2 separate regions of the Mus musculus genome follow, and region 1 is linked to region 2. Evidence: chromatin contacts called from public Hi-C data. All regions are on one chromosome and are shown on one strand. Each heading gives the region's core, a stretch centred on a gene start, on an enhancer-like site or on the middle of the called end of the contact. The rest is flanking DNA. Distances are from core to core; before and after follow the strand shown.

What was found. Hi-C and Micro-C count contacts between places; a contact is called where the count stands out from the background.
Region 1: a contact with region 2 is called in a Hi-C map of cortical neurons, with 4 times the contacts expected there. The contact joins two enhancer-like sites. A contact is called at or near these places in 2 of 484 Hi-C or Micro-C datasets (both in cortical neurons) and 1 of 115 datasets of contacts at active chromatin or transcription factors (astrocytes).

The regions. Positions count from the first base shown.
Region 1 is chr14:78,468,094-78,470,793 of GRCm38.p6, forward strand. No RefSeq gene overlaps it. Among named protein-coding and RNA genes, the nearest start is that of Akap11, 67 kb to the right of the region's middle. Within about 2 kb of position 1,263, at least 9 of the 459 cell types and tissues checked have an H3K27ac peak or open chromatin away from gene starts, as enhancers often do. A contact at or near this core is called in cortical neurons, where this site is marked.
Region 2 is chr14:77,579,751-77,582,450 of GRCm38.p6, forward strand. It overlaps Enox1 (ecto-NOX disulfide-thiol exchanger 1), which reads left to right. Exons shown (of 19, transcript NM_172813.3): 10 at 2,646-2,700. Among named protein-coding and RNA genes, the nearest start is that of Gm52115, 16 kb to the right of the region's middle. Within about 2 kb of position 1,326, at least 61 of the 459 cell types and tissues checked have an H3K27ac peak or open chromatin away from gene starts, as enhancers often do. A contact at or near this core is called in cortical neurons, where this site is marked.

The DNA of each region.
Region 1 (2,700 bases), core at 13-2,512, 890 kb after region 2:
AGTCATGCTATGCGCCTCCAAAACCAGATAGACTAGGCATTCCTGAGCTCCAGGAAATCTCGTAATAACAAAAGGTAAGCTTGTCTACAGCTTCACCTTTCACATACATGGTGTGTGTGTATAGGTTGGTGTGGCACTTTGTATATGCTTGGCCCAGGGAATGGCACTACTAGTAGTAGGTGTGGCCTTGTTGGAGTCACTGTGTCACTGTTAGTGTGGGCTTTAAGACGCTCATCCTAGCTGCCTGGAAGCCAGTATTCTGCTAGCAGCCTTCAGATGTAGATATAGAATTCTCAGCTCCTCCTATACCATGTCTGCCTGGATGTTGCCATGTTCCTGCCTTGATGATAATGGACTGAACCTCTGAACCTGTAAGCTAGCTTCAATTAAATGTCCTTATAAGAGTTGCCTTGGTCATGGTGTCTAGCAGTAAAACCCTAACTAAGACATTAGGGAAGATAACTACATAATCAGCATCTAAAATTTGTTATTAGCAAGAGTGGGGGTTGTGTTTTGTAATGTTTTGTGGGGTTTGGGGTGGGGAGCAAGTATGGAGATTGGTTTGGGGGCCATGGCTTTGAAGCACATTAAGGAGCTGGACTCATAAGAGTGTGTCTGTCCTTAGGTAAGAATTGTTCTTGCTGAATGAGTAGAATCTGGAAGGAGAGAGAGAGGAAGGGGAAGTGGGAGAAGGTCAGAAGAGAGGGACTCTGGGAAGGCTGGCAAGTTTCTCACACCCAAATGGATCCCTTAAGGGGCCTGGAAGGAGTCCCCACCCCATCCTATGGCCCCTGGGTGTTTCCAACTAACCTTCTCAAAGAACAGAGACCCTTCTGGGAATGGTCTAGCCGACACTCAGGTGCTTCCAGTCACTGCAAGGAGGGTGCTAGAGCCTGGCCATGGGTGAATGCGTGAGTCAAACTTTCCTGGAGAATAAAACCTGCAGGCCATGAAGGAGTATCCCACATGACCTCTGTGAATTTGAGTAGAAGAAAAGGGTGAGGGGTTATGGTCCAATCAGGATGAGCCTCCCAGAGGCAGGGAGTAAAGGTAACTACAAGGTCAGCGCTAGCTGGCCAGGAGCCTAGAGCGCCTTGGGAAAGGGACAGGAAAGTACCTCCTCAGTGGGGGAGCAGGGGGGCAGGCCTGCCGAGGAACTAGCAAGGGAAAATGTAAGCTGAGTAGTGAGGCCACAAAAGACACCCAGGAGAGGCAGGAGAGGGTACAGCTCCAGGGCGAGCACTCATCCTGGAAGTTGGGCTGCTGGCTCCGCCTAGCGCTTTGTTCAAATTCAGAGGAGCAAAGATCTCTTTCCAGTCTCCATCCATTTTACCACTGCTCCCTTCATGTTTGGTTGCTTTGTTTGATTTACCCAGCAAGGCTTCCAGTCCAATTATTGTTCCACACCTTGGGAAGCTTTAGGGATATGGAGGGAGAAACCACCTGTGTGGAAACCACAGAGTTCTCATGAAGATTCCACACAGACAGATAAGCACACACGAACAGCCGGAATTGCTCTGTCAGGGTCCAGGGAGTTTTCAACACAGATTTTTGTCAGATGCAGTTCTTTTCCCTTCAGGAACAAAATGACAAATCCTTCCCAGGTGGCAGCAAGAAAATTAAAAGTACAAGCCATCTGTACTCTTGTTTCAGATGGAAAAAAAAAAAAAGACAAAAAAAATCACATTTCTTATGAATCTCTGCCATAAATTCAAACCCATTGGCAGCTGTGGAAAAGCCCAATGAGTCACTTCGGCACCCTAGCCCCTGACAAAAATAATAATTCCCACCGCCATGCTAAGAGGACCCATGCTCCAGAACACCACAGAGTGTGCCAAGAACCATACCTAGAACTCGGCTGCTGTTGACGTGTAGAAAGTTCTTATATTTCCTCTGGAGGAGTAAGAGAGGGTGTGTGAAGCAGGAGGAATGGCAGTAGTGGAGAAGAGAAAGACTAATCAAGCCAGCGACCTGAGCCGGGAGTCTCCATTGCCATCGCCAGCAGCTGAGCCTGTGCCACAAGAAGTTGTCCAGTGCTTTAAGAATGTCTGAAAAGCAAAGTGTGGTGCGATTGGTCGGAACACTGCCAGATGCCTTCTGAAAGCTGAACATCTGTTGGGCTATGGCAGAAGAGCCAAGGCAAGCATGGAACCAAGGAAGAGCCAAGATAAGCAACAACTATTACCTTCCTGCTGTGGGGAGTGCAGTGCATTTCGACACCATCTAAAGTAATCGGTAAGTGCTCAAAATGGCTTCCGAGTGGACCTTCGAGAGTCACTGTCAACACAGCACACATGTGTTGCAGGATATTTGATCACACTGTGAACTTCAAGATTGTGTTACTTACTGAAAAAACAAACAAACAAACAAAAAAGCCTGTTTCTAGTTGTGGTGTGACTCAGCCCTTGGCACACACCTTTAATCCCAAACAATGAAGATAAGGTTAGTTTGTAGAAGGAAGCAGCCATGTTTGAAGGTTCTGTCTAAATGACTGGCAGAAAAGCTGATGAATCAGAGAAAGATTTGACAGAACAGGATCTGCCCAACTCTGATGAGAACCGAAAGAGAGAAGCTACCTAAGAGACAGCAATGTGGAGAGAAAGGGGAAAGAGGAGGCAGTTTGACCAGGAGAGTTTTACAGAGACAGGTTGAAGAGAGAACAAGCTAGACACAGGTGAAGACAGAAGGAGCCAGAGAAGG
Region 2 (2,700 bases), core at 76-2,575:
TATAGGAAAAGTCTGACTAGGTGCACGGAAGCCTCAGTCAAACCAAAGGACACCGAGGCTAATGTTACCGTGGTACTTTGGAAGTATTTAGTTTTAGGTTACCCTCCCTGCCCTTTGCTGCTCCTCCAGCGACATTAGTGCCATCTGCCACCCTGCAGACTGCCTACCTAACTCAGAGCAAAGGTAACCCCCCCCCCCTGGGGTGGGAAAGAATCAAGTGAAACCTGGGCTCCACCCCCAGGTTTTCCTGATGTCTGCAGCCAGTCTCCATTGCCTTTCATTCTGTGTGAACCCCTGACAGGTTGAGGTTATCCCAGTACCTCAGAGACCTTGCCCAAGACGGGGATCCAGAGAATGTTAAATCCCTTACTGTACTTAAGCTCTCAACGAGAAACATAAAGTCTGGACATTCCACAGTGGAAATGAATAAAGATATTTTACCACACGCACAGTGGCACCCATCTCCTGGAGAGAGGAGGGCGTGGCTTTCCATCTCCCTAACCCAGATAAATTGTCATACTACTTCCACCTGTGGGTGGAATAGTCGGTTTACCAGCAGGACTCCTAGGTGAGGTCGATCACGTGTGTATGAAGCACACTGTGGGGATCTCTGAGTGTCAGACTGTTCTTAACAAAACAAACCCGGTCAGGATAAAGGACAGATGGTTCTTTCTGTCAGTGCCTGCCTGGAAATCTGGGTTCTTAGTCACTATAGTCAATCAAACTATTACTCAATGCTAAGACACTAACTTCACCCTGCGTGACTGAAGAATCGAGTAGGCGAATGTCCTTTAAAACACTAACACAAGCCAACTTTAAGACCAAACAGAAAACTTCGAAGACGCTAACAAAGATGAACAGTGCCAAATATATAGACATATGGAGGGAAATAGAGACTAGACAAACTCTGACGCTTCTTGGTAGCTCTTTTGAATCGGGAGGAAACACAGGCTCCACCCACTTCAAGCCTTTCACTGCCTCAGTGCAGAGAAGTCTCCAGCTTTGCTAGGGTGGTCTCTGCAGCTGAGACAGTCTGAAACCCAAGCTGTTGGGGGAAGGGACAGGAAGGAGAGAAGGTTACCACCACCACCACCCCTGTAATCTCCAGCAAGCCCAGCTGGAAAGCCTAATTTTAGGAGCACTTTCACATTTGAGGGCCAGGCTAAGTTTAGCCTCAGCCTCATCAGAGTCTTTTAATGCTGTAATGATGAAGCTCTGATGAAAGAGGACCAGAAAGGTTTTAGAGAGCCGGTTCTCTGGAATATGAGCAGAGAAAGTTGTTCCGACCAACTCAGACAGCTGGCCAGGACACAGCCTGCTGACGTCACTTTCCACAGCCCACCACCAAGTCAGCACTAATTCTGTTCACGTGTGGGCGGCTGTTTGCACCCAAGATGGGTACTGTTTTGTTTCCACCATCCTGTTGAAACCTGGAAGAGAGTTCAGTCTGATGAGATCTGTAGCAAGCACATTTGTAACTTTTTAAAAAGTGTAAAGTGCCCTGCTGGGGGAAAAGCCAGCTTCCATGGGGATTTGTGACTGGGCTTTAACTCAAATCCTACTGGGTAAGGATTGAAATGGTCCAGGACAAGGTGCAGGCAGCACAGCACAGCCTAGCTCTTCCCAAGTGCAGCTCATCTGCAAATCCCTTGCAAAGCAGAGGTGCTTATTTTTGCTCCCTTTCTCTAGCAGCCCCCCCTCCCAGATATGCTCCTGCTAAGACCTGAATTGATGTTGTGAAAATCTGAGTACTCCAAACTGAAGAATCAATCACCGTGCTGTGCTTTCAATTCTTCTAAATTTGAAGTTAGGCTGGCTGGCAGCATCCAGTCCTGTGTTGACCCCTCACGACCTCTCTCCCCCCTCATCCCCAATCACTATAAGATAGGTAGTGCTCAGTAAGTCCTCCCTTCCCCCTAAAGGTTCCCCCCTCCCCCCCTTTTCCTTTCTGGCCTAACTTTGGGCCCTTGCACAAGCCTATTGTGGCCTTCAAAGACTGCACAGATAATTTGTGTGGTCGTGCAGGCTGGATGAGGTACTGTGGGGCCTCTTGATTGAAGGTAACATATTCTCCCGCATGCCCCAGAGGATAAGTGGGAATAAAACAACATTGCAAAATTGCCTGGGTAATTGTGGCTTTGGTAGCGGCAGAGAAAAAAACCAGAGCGGCAGTGTTTGCTAGGGGAATGAGCAATAGGCTCCGAGTAAAGTTCTGAAATTTACTTTCCGGGCCCCTTCAAATATCATGGATGTTCTGTATTTACTCATACCCTGCCTCTTTGAAAAAGAATTTTTAAGAGTGCACATGCAATAGAGTTATAGAACATTGAAAACAAAAAGCAAGACAGACCCCCCCCCGACCCCCCCCCCAAGCCAAAGGGAGGAAGGCGTGGCCAGGATTTAGTGCTCGGTTAATGGTGCAACAGGAGCACTGTGAGGGTCCCTCTGGGAAAGTAACGTGGGGGGGGGGGGGAAGGGAGGTATATTTACCTCCACATCTGTGCTTAATGATTAAGTCTTTAAAAGGATACCTGCTTCCCATCCCCCAGAGACAAAAAGGTATCTTCTCTCCTGAGGCACAGTTGCTTAGCTTGTGGGAAATGTGTCCCCTGACTGGAGGTGACCTGGCTTTCCACTGCTTCTAGGTTACAGAATGCGATTAGGGTCGAGCACGGATAAAAAGGATTCCGGCCGCCTGCA